Linked DNA regions of Mus musculus: all the other regions are linked to region 2. A link is a contact called in public HiChIP or PLAC-seq data. All regions are on one chromosome and are shown on one strand. Each heading gives the region's core, a stretch centred on a gene start, on an enhancer-like site or on the middle of the called end of the contact. The rest is flanking DNA. Distances are from core to core; before and after follow the strand shown. Region 1 holds the start of Krt20 (keratin 20). Region 2 holds the start of Tns4 (tensin 4). Region 3 holds the start of Krt23 (keratin 23).

Evidence for each region. HiChIP or PLAC-seq counts read pairs in DNA pulled down with a chosen protein or histone mark.
Region 1: a contact with region 2 is called in a FOXA1 HiChIP or PLAC-seq map of pancreatic cancer cells. The contact joins the promoter of Krt20 here to the promoter of Tns4 in region 2. A contact is called at or near these places in 1 of 484 Hi-C or Micro-C datasets (neural progenitor cells) and 1 of 115 datasets of contacts at active chromatin or transcription factors (pancreatic cancer cells).
Region 3: a contact with region 2 is called in a FOXA1 HiChIP or PLAC-seq map of pancreatic cancer cells. The contact joins the promoter of Krt23 here to the promoter of Tns4 in region 2. A contact is called at or near these places in 2 of 115 datasets of contacts at active chromatin or transcription factors (extraembryonic endoderm stem cells and pancreatic cancer cells).

The regions. Positions count from the first base shown.
Region 1 is chr11:99,435,927-99,439,527 of GRCm38.p6, forward strand. It overlaps Krt20 (keratin 20), which reads right to left and starts at 2,227. Exons shown (of 8, transcript NM_023256.2): 1 at 1,761-2,227. The coding sequence starts at 2,171.
Region 2 is chr11:99,087,496-99,091,063 of GRCm38.p6, forward strand. Tns4 (tensin 4) reads right to left here and starts at 1,811. Exons shown (of 13, transcript NM_172564.3): 1 at 1,744-1,811.
Region 3 is chr11:99,491,796-99,495,082 of GRCm38.p6, forward strand. Krt23 (keratin 23) reads right to left here and starts at 1,325. Exons shown (of 8, transcript NM_033373.2): 1 at 874-1,325. The coding sequence starts at 1,269.

The DNA of each region.
Region 1 (3,601 bases), core at 977-3,476, 350 kb after region 2:
CCTCTCTGAGTGATGGTTTCTGTGGTCTGTGCCTGTTTCCACTTAAAGCACTTGCTATCTGTAGGAGTTAGGCGCAGGACAGAAGGATGGATACATCCTGGATCTGTGTGCATCTCTCTCTGTGTGTACATGTTTATATGCACAGGTGTATGTATGTGGAGGTCAGAGGACAATCTTACATGCCATTCCTTAAGTGCTACCTTTGTGTGTGTGTGTGTGTGTGTGTGTGTGTGTGTGTGTGTGTGTGTATGGCAGGGTCTCTCATTGTCTTGGAACTCACCAAGTTGGCCAGGCTGGCTGACCAGCAAGTCCCAGGAATCTGCTTGTTTTCCCAATGCTGGGAGTACAAGCACACACAGTCATTCTACAGCTTTGCTTTGTAACCTGGGGACTGAAGTCAGGTTCTCATGTTTCAAGGCAAACACCGTATTAAGAAGTAGATTAGAAGTCTACTTCTAGAAGATTTTAGACATATCCCTTTCAGCGGCTATTCCTGGAGAGAGGTCCCTAACCACTGGTCACTAATGGCTGTGCCTAAGTACTATGGGTAATCCCCAAGTCAATTCAAAAGCGTCAACCATGAGAGAAGTGCTTAATTTGAATTTTGTGTTGTATCGAGAAGCCTGAAGGACCGTCCTGTTGATGAGAAGGGCAATGTAAGCACCACACAGCTTCATGGGCTATGAAGTCTGAATTAAGCTGCATTGATGCCTGTAATTCAAACAGAACTCAAGACAAGAGGCCTGTGGTTAAGACAAAGGTCTTTGCTCTAAAGGCCTTTGCAATCATTTCGAGATTTAAACAAAACCCAAGGGGAGGCTTTTCCTGATGAGATAAGAACCCCGGGGCTGGGCAAATGGTGTGTGCCGATGCTTGAGGTCCTCAGTCAGGAGCGAAGTCTCCCACTTTTATTCCATTGGCTTTATAGAAAGGGGAACCCCACCTACCATGGATGACACAGGAACAGATTGTGATATGACTGTAATAAACTTAAATTGGGGGCAATAGAACATTTTATTATCACAGAGGTGCATTATAAAATGCTTGGTGATAGTGAGGAGATAATTAAATAAGACACTAAAAAATCCAGGTATCAGAACCGTGTATGGTGGCACAGTTCTTTAACCCCAGTGCTGAGGCAGTGGAGGCAGGAGGATGGTGAGGTCCAGACTAGCCTGGGATACACAGATCTTGTATCAAAGAGCAGTTCATCCATCCATCCATCCATCCATCCATCCATCCATCCATCCCCTATCACACAACTATTTATCAATCAGTATACATATCATTAATATCTGTAATCTGTATCCACCCTGAACCCTTTTGTTATTTATACCCATAGTAGGTTAATATATTTGTTATAACATTCATATAATGAAAGATGAAAAATCTCTTTAAATCAACTTGAGTCTTCAAAGTTAGTAAAGACTACTGGCAAACTCACATATAGAAACCATTGGAGGTCTTTGAAAAATAAGATTATCCACAATGAAGACCTTATATTGTAAGCCATAACAAAGATTTGAACTGCAATTTTGGATGATAAAATGATCATATTTTATATATAATTAGTTGAAGTTTTAGAAAAAATGTGAGTTAGACTCATCCTGTTTACAGATACCACATGATAAAATACATTTTTTTTTCAATTATACATTTCAACCTAATCTGCTTCATGTGTTCGAATTCACCTAGCATACATCTCTCAATCCATTAGGCAACTAAACAGTGAGGTAGAAATTACAGGCTTCATGGCTCACCTGATTTTGCAGCTCTTTAATCTGTGCGTAGTAGGAGCTATAGTCTCGGATGGTGCTCGGCGCGTTGGTTTCGTACCACTGCTTGATCTGGGCTTCAAGTCTGGAATTGGATTGCTCCAGGGAGCGCACTTTTTCTAGGTAGTTTGCCAATCTGTCGTTCAGGTTCTGCATTGCCAGTTTCCCATTGCCCCCAAACAGGTCCGATCCGTTGGAGAGATCACCCCCGTAGCTCATTACGGCTTTGGAGACAGAGATGCGAGTGCCATGGCCTCCAGCCCCACCATAGACGCTGGGTGCAGCCCCCAGACGCTGCACAGTCCCCTTCCTATACAGCGAGCCACTCATGCTGAGTGCTGGGCCTTGTGAGGAGGAACTCAGACTTCGGTGAAAACTTTGACGACTGAAATCCATCTGGGATGTAGGGAGGCAACGCCTGTAGCCTGGACTTGGAGCACAGCCTGTCTGTCTCGGGCTGCTGTGGAGATGACCTTTTATAGAGTTCAAGAGACTCCTCCTCTGCTGCCGTGTCACCTCAGGAATGACACAGTCCACCTTCCTGTCTCCCCTTCCCCCTCTTTTGTACGGCAATACGTTTCATTCCATTCCAGAAATTTCTACCAGAGGCACTTTTTAAAGGCTTTCCTGTGGGGGTGGTGGGAGTGGAGGTTTCTTTTTAATAAACAGAGATAACAAAAAGGACGAGGAAGGGGTGTCCTTTCAGGTCTTGCACCTGCCCTGGCAGGTTTTTTTTTTTTCATCCTGTATACAAATAAAGAATATTTACAATCTATATGAATAATTCAGGCATCGAACAAGACAGCTGTGGGAACATAATATAAGTCACACTGGTGAGAAAAGACAATGGCTTGTTCAAATGATTTTCTTTTAAAAAATGTTTTATGCTTCTTTAAATTTTTTTTTTACTTTTAAGTTTATCCTTGTTTAGAATTTATATTTACAGTCTATTGAAATGTCTTGAGTGAAGCTGGGTGTGTGGGTGTGCACCTGAGATTCTAGCACCCGGGAGTCAGAGGTGGGGGGGATCAGGACTAGTTTGAGGCCAGCCTGGTTGAAGTAAGGTGTTCCAGTCTAGCCCAGTGTTGTGTAACAAGACACTGTCTCAAAGTGCAGCTCCCCCCACCCCCGTTTAAGAATTGAATACGGTCAGTAGGTGAATATGTAAATGATTATCGGTGGGCGGTGGGTCAGTTGATTTTGGAGTTTTTTAAAAAAAGATATTTTAAATAGCATTTTTGGATAATTTCATCCATGCACATGTAGCGTATCTTGATAAACTCCTCTCCCACTCGCCTCTCCAGCTGCCTCCGAAGCGCCTAACACAACCCCACCCAAACTTCATACCTCTTTTTATCTTTTTCTTTTTAAAAATAACCAACTGGATCTAATTAGTGCTGCCTGTATGCTTGTGGGTGTGCGGCCTTGGACTGGGTGTGTGAGCAGCCTGTCAGAGGTCATAGATCCTCTGCCTGGCTCCCAGCAGCCTGCAACTGCCAGGAACATCTAGGTTAGCAAGGGGACCTTATTTAAAAAAAAAAACAAAAACAAAAACAAACTTGTTATAAGAATCTTGCAAATATTTTTAAATCTAGTGCTTCTTAAAAAAGAAACAGCAACATTAAATTACTGCGAAACTCCTGCTTTTAATAACTGGCATATTGCATATATTGCATACTGCTTCCTCTGTCTGAGGCCAGCTAGACACCACCAGGGGATTCTTTTTGCTTCTATCTTCCTAACGCTGGCTGTAGGAGCTGCCTCTTAGGACCCCTGATGGATCCCAGTTTCACTGTGTAGATTCCTACGCTCACAGCAAAGTGGCT
Region 2 (3,568 bases), core at 561-3,060:
GTCAACCTTCTCAAGGCCCTAGCCTCTGGTTGGTCTCAGTCCATTTTGCCCCTGAAGATACCGAGACTCACAGAAGTCAAGAAAGCACCAGGGGTTGGGGGTGGTGCACACACCTGTAATTGCAGCACTAGAGATGTACAGGCAGGAGGAGGAGCTACATAGCAAGTTCAAGGCTACCTTGAGATAGATGAGTCCCTGTCTCAATTCCCCCATCCCTCATCCCCCAACCAAGCAATCAAATAACCCACAAAACCCCAAGAGGCTTCATATTTGAGATTCAAATCTAGGCCTTGGACCGTTTGTAATCTTAACTCCTTCAGCTACACAGAGTTTAAAGGCAGAGGGGACACAGAGATAGGGCCATGGTATGCCTAATGACAAAAAGCCAGGCGTGTCTGGAACCCCCCCTGCCCCGCCCCAGGTGCCTATGGCTTTGTTATCAGACTTCTTGGCTGGGTCCTGGAAGCAGGGGGGGGGGGTTGGGTAGTGGTGGGGAACAAGAGGAGGGGGCGCTCATGCTGGTGTGGAGAAGTCATGTGGTGAATCAAATCTACAAATGGCAGTGGAATGGTGCTGGCCTCTGAGCGCCTTCCTTGGGGGCAGCCGAGGACACAGAGCCCAAGACACAGCTTTTCCCACAAAGTCTCCAAGAGTCCAAGGAGCCAGGCACAGCTGGCAGGATTCACTGCCAGGCCTAAAGAGGAAGCTGGGAGACTCCGAGCAGGGTGTACTTGAAGCTGAGCATTCCCCACGACCAGGACTCAAGGTGGCCCAGCCGCTGCCTTTGTGCATAAGGATACGTCCTTCTCTGAGCAGATCTCAGAGGTTTTATCTGTCTGATGGTGACTTGATAATTAACAGACCCTCACTCTTTTTCCCAACAGTTCTGATGGGGGAGTGCTGACAGGGCTGAGGGTCTTGCCCAGGCTACAAGTGTATGTCCTGAATCTCGTGGGAGGTACTCTTGTCTCTAAATGTCCCACAGGATCACCCTCTATTCTCTGTCTGGACCCAGCAGATACTGAACTTCAGGGAGAGATGCTGAGAACAGGAAACCCTTCTGCACCTTCTCATTTGACCTTCCCAAGTCACCCCTGGGCTCAGGCTCAGACTCTGTCTGCTCCTCTGAGATGTGGCTATACACTCCAGGGCCTCCCAGCCCTGCTCTACGTCTTAGAGAGGAGTGCCTGGGCTCAGATTGTATGTGTGTGTGTGTCTTAGGAAGGATTCCAGTTATCTCTGCCCTATTTACAGCTCCCTCCTACCTTCTCGTCTTCAGAATCTAACTCTTGTTCCTTTCACTTTCCCTCCTCAAAACTCTGGGGGGCAGGGAACTCCTGGGGCAGCTGGAAAGCCCTCATGGTCATCCTGGTTTACCTCATAGGAGCCCAGGTAGAGAAGGCAGAGGATGGAGTCCCAGTCTCCCCCCACCACACAAGCCCAGGATACCCATCATTTGAGCCTACTCCTTCCTCATTGTCCCTTGCCTCCCTAGAAGCCATGTGGCTTCACTTAGGGCAGCAGGCAGAGGACAGCCTCCTAGACTGGCTTAGTGCTCTGTTTAGGAGTTAGGAGACCTGGGTCTATCCAGGCTCTAATCTGATGTCCAAGATCCCAAGGCCAGCTTTTTCTTTCGTGGCCTTGGATTCTATTAGCTGTGCACCCGGGATGCAGACTTAGCTCTAGTTTAAGCTCAGACAGAACTAGGTTCCCCCAACCTCACCCAGTGAGTAAAACACCTACCTGCTCGTGGCCGCTGTTCCACTCAAGACTCTCAGGATTGAACTGTGCTGAGGCCAGGTAAACTGCAAGAGGAGGAGCCAGCAAACCTTACTCGCCTTAAAAATAGCCCGCCTTCTGCCCGCCCCGCTTCTCCCCTATGGCCCTACACGTGGCCTTGACAGTCGCTGGCCCCGCCCCAGAGGTGTCCTAACTGCTCAGGTGGGGCAGGAACAGGCTGGGAGAGGTGTGTGTTAGGGGTGGGGGATGCAAGCACCGGTTAGGGATGAGTAAGTGAGTGTGTGTGTGTGTGTGTGTGTGTGTGTGTGTGTGTAGGGGCCCCAAGCTCCTAACTTGGCCCTCCCGTGTACCGTGATGCCTAGACAGAGTTGTGCTGCCGCTGGCCTCCCTCTCACCTTATGTAGGAAGGAGGAAACAGTAGGTTGGCAGAGACAGTGAGAAGGGAGAGCTTGGGTCTTGGTAAAGGACGCTAGTGGGTAGGAAACCCTTCCCCAGACCTATGCTATGGCTCTGGATGCCTCTGTGAGGCTCACTCATGGTCTTTTCTTCCTTCTGTCCTGTTGTAAGGCCACCTCCAGCCTGGGAACAAGGCTTCTGGCCTAAGGGAAGAAGTGGAAGGCCCTGGAGGGCTCTGCCTAGGGCTTGATATCCTGCTTCTCAATGATTCACCCTCCTAGGAAGCTCTGCTAAGCATCCTCTCCTATTTCCATGTCTACGACTTCCTCCCTGCCAGGGGTTCCTTAGGATGCTGTTAGGGAATGTCCAGCCAGGGTGAGGGACACTCAGACCCCCATCTGAGCAGGTTGGAGGAAAGTGTTTTCAGCCTGATCTTGAGAGTGGGTGGCTCAGCATCTCCGTTGGGCTCTGCAGTCTACTTTCTGGATTGTTTCTGAAGACCCATGATGCGACAGTGCGCCTGCCACAGGAGGAAGCTAGGGTCAAGCGGTACAGGTAACATTGAAAGGCGTCCTCCGGTATTCATATGATGCAGCAGATGCCAGACTTGACGAATACCTAATGTATCCTTGAAGGAAGAAACTGGCTAGCTGCGGCAAGCTAAGGTGGACATGGTCTGTAGGCTTTAGCTTTATGGGCGAGTAGGAGGGAAGACTGCTGAGTTTCTTGGGTGGAAGGGTGGGCTACATGGAGGAGAAATGGCTCTGCCATTGGAGCTCCGTTGTTGCTTGCCCAGCGTGTAGGAAGCCCTAGATTTGATTTTTTTAAAAAAATTTTCTCTCTCTGCAGTTAACCATTTTTGGTTCACACTTAGCCACTTCCTCCAGCTTAACTAGCCCAGAACACTGATTTCAGTTTCAGCGGCCCATCTCTTCTCTCCACTCCCACTTTTGGACGCAGCCAGTATTGCCAACAGGATGACATACCTGTCTATGTTTGGTAGGACTGTCTTCCTCAGTCTGACGCCGTGATGGGTTCCCATCTTGCATCGGCATGCCTGGGGTAGATCTCCTTAGACTGCTTCATCTTTTTTGGATTTGATAATATTTTGGGGAAGAAGTTGGCTCCTGTGCTCATGAGGGTTATCGGTGTGCAACTGTCTTATCCTTGTTATACTTTTGGCTTGGGCATTAGGGTAACGCCAGCCTCATGGACAGTCATGAAGGGACCTTCTTATGCCTGTTTTCTGAAAGTCAGTGCAGGGAACTGGTGTGCTTTCATCCCGAGCCATTTTACCCCTCGTTCTGCAGTGAACCGTCGTCCCATTGCTCCTGCTTTGGGAGATAATTACAGTTGCCCAATTCTGATCCCTGGATTCCACACTCCTAGAATCAACATAATGAGGGTTAGACAAAACTGTCTCTACAGACTC
Region 3 (3,287 bases), core at 75-2,574, 400 kb after region 2:
ATGCTCCTTCATACAAAGGGAAGGGTTATAGCTTTAAGAACACAACTGTGAGATGACTGTCACCCCTCTGCTTGTATCCAGGCATCCCAGAAAGTAGAAGCTGAGCATCTTAGGTGTTTGACTGGGAAGCATGGTATTCTTTGGGAAGCCCATCTCTCCAGTTTTTAAATGCCCAATTTTACTATTCTCACCCCCCCACCCCCAGCAATATGCCTTTATCAGAAGTGTGACCCACTTTATCTTTTAGCAGTTCCTAGAAAAATATCCAGGGATGTCCACGATCTATCTGCTGCTGGAGAGACAGCTTTTTCCGCATGACCTACACAGTAGCGTAACTCAGCCTTTTGTTGATAGAGAGTCACACTGTCGTCAGGCCTCTGAGGTGGAGCAGAACTGATCTGATTTGGAAGCAAATTCTCTCCTGGGCCTTGTGTACCGAGGGTGCACCCTGCATAGCAGCCTTATCATTTCTGTGATGTCGTTGGATCTTACGTGATACTTGCACGGTGACAGGCTGTCTGACACTCCTAAGGCTCACATATTTGGTTCACCCCCCGCCCCACCCCCCCATGTTTTAAAGTGTGTAGAAAACCAGGCAGTTTTGCTGTTTAAAAGATAGTGTATAGTAAATCTGAAATGTTTGCTGTCTGGTTTCTACATCATTTGCAGAGAGGAAATTATTTTTATAAACAGATTTCCCCGAATCCATCCATACTTAAGCTATAGCAGTAAGATTTGGGTGAGCAGTACTTGAGCTGAGTTCTTTTTGCTGTTTGCCCTGGGAACTGCCATGCACACAGTCTGGTTCCCCCTCCCTCTATCCTCTCTGGGTATGGCAGTACCATAGCTACAGGGTCTCTCTCAGTGTCTTACCTGCTCCTGCAGGCGGCTGATGTTTTCCTCATACTGGGAATAATCCTTTCTGTGGCTGGGTTCTCTCTCCTGATGCCACCTTAGTATACGGGTTTCCAGCTTCGAGTTAGCCTCCTCTAGAGCCCGCACCTTCTCCAGATATGTGGCCAGGCGATCGTTGAGATTCTGCATGGTGGCCTTGCCATTGCCACCTAGCAGGGGACTGCTTCTTCCAGACCCCCATGATCCTCCAGGAGGCAGGCAGCCTGGCGTGGTGAAGGAAAGGGAGATGCGGACACCCCCTGCGCCTCCATGGACACTCGGTGCCCGATGGCAGCTCCCCTGCCGCCCCCGGGTGCTTCCGAGGCTGTGGACAGAGGCCGAGTAGGTCTGGTTAAAGCTGTGGCTGGAGTTCATGGTCCCATCTGTGTATGGAGCAGGGCTATCTCAGCTCTCTGACGCTCACAGGACTGAACTGCCTCAGACTGCTTGAGATGGTTTTATGCCCTTTGCTGTGGGAGTTTCCTTCTCTGACAACTGTACCGACAAGATCCTATCATTGTGCAATGTGTGTTTCCTCTTGGTCAATCCGGAGGTGCCCCTGGGCCAACACACTCTGCTGTTGTTGTTTAGAACCACGTGAATATGCCAGTTACCACCTCCCTCCCAGTGGTAACCCGGAGGCGTGGCCCAGGCCACCAGGTGGGTAGCAGATCTCAGATGTCTTTCTAATCTCGCAGTGGAAAATTTCCAATGTACATTCGCCCAAAAAAGGTCAGATTAAAGTCCACAGTAAGACTGGTGTGGTATAGCTTTTCTTTTAAAAAAAACCAACCATTAATCTCTCTCACACACACAGTGCTCCAGATAAACCCTCTTACACCAGGATAAGAAAGACTTACAAGGTTAGAACCAGAACAAACCAGAATCTCAAGTCCTGGAGGAAATCTGCTCCCGTGCGGAAGGAAACAGAGAGGGCTCTGAATATCTGATTCCTTTGTGTCTGCTGCCGTTTGATGGAAAGTAATTTCAAAGGAATCACTCTTCAGAACAAACCCTCAATTACAGTCGTAATTAATTAATGAATGACTGGCCTTCCGCTTCCAGGATGCCTTTGATCCCAGCACACCTCAAAACCAAACAAGCCAGCCTGTGCCTGGGATGTCCCTGGGCTCCAGGGAGGAAAAGATGGCTTTGCTATTTGACCAGTAGCCCTGGGCAGTCTCTGTTTTTTTTGGTTGAGTCCCCGGACCATTGACCTGTATGCGATCTACAGCAGGGGCTATGAAAACAGGAAGCCCGTCGTGGTGGTCTGACATGTGTGATGCATCTTAACTTTCTGCCAAGGCAGAGGTTGAGAGTGAATAATGATGTAGTTTGGGGCAAGGGCTCTGTGCTGGTTACTGGTGACTCCATTTAAAGATGACGTAGAAATAAGCTGTCAGGGTCTATGGAGATAGTTCAGAGGGTCAGGGTCCTTGCTGGGCCAGCCATGCACACAGTCTATGTGTATCCCCAGAGTCTATGTGTGGTGTTGCTATTACACCTTTCCGTTGTTGGTGTGAGTGCAGAGACAGGAGGGTCTCTGGGGCTTGGAGCCCACCAGTGTAACTCCTGGTTTAAGGAGAGACTCTGTCTCAGTGGAATAAGGTAGAAGGTGACAGAGGAGGACACCCAGTGACCTTTGCTGCTTTCTGGTGTGCTCATCCTCTCCCACCCCCATGCTCACAAACATGAGGCACACATACATACGAAACAAAAAATAAAATGTCAGTTATCAGAAGAGACTTTGGTGTCACTCTTCAATGCCACCAACTGCACAGATCAGGGAAAATGAGGCCTGTATGGGATATGGGGAGGATGAACTGAGTTAGGGAAGCCACATAGCACTGCTATCAGTCACAAAGAGGTCCTGTACAGGACCATAATGGTACTTCTTCCATAATGGTAATGGACCTTCTCTGCCTCCTAGACATTGTTTAATCCTTATAACAACTATTGGGTTGTGTGTGTGTGTGTGTGTGTGTGTGTGTGTGTGTGTGTAGGGGGCTACTGAGAATGGAGCCTATAACCAGGGGTAGGCAAACACTGCCCAGTTATAATACACTTTGCTGATAAAGGACCAGGGGTTCGCAGAGGTGAGTGATTCGAGGCTATTTGCATGTGCAGTGTAGTTGAGTACAAGACTTTGTCTCTTCCTTGCAAAGATAGGTTTGAAGGTTGTTTCCTTCAATAATCATTTTCTGAATTCTCTGGAATGAATTTGGTGCCCTGCCAGCAGGGCATGACCTCATCTAGATCCAAGGTCTTCCTACAGAATGGGCCACTTGGTATCTCTGCTCTGCTGCAGAAGCCAGAACCACCACAGGGTCCAGGAGTTTCTGTGCTTAGTGAGGATCGTTATTACTCTTTCCATACTTGAGGCAGAGTCTCAT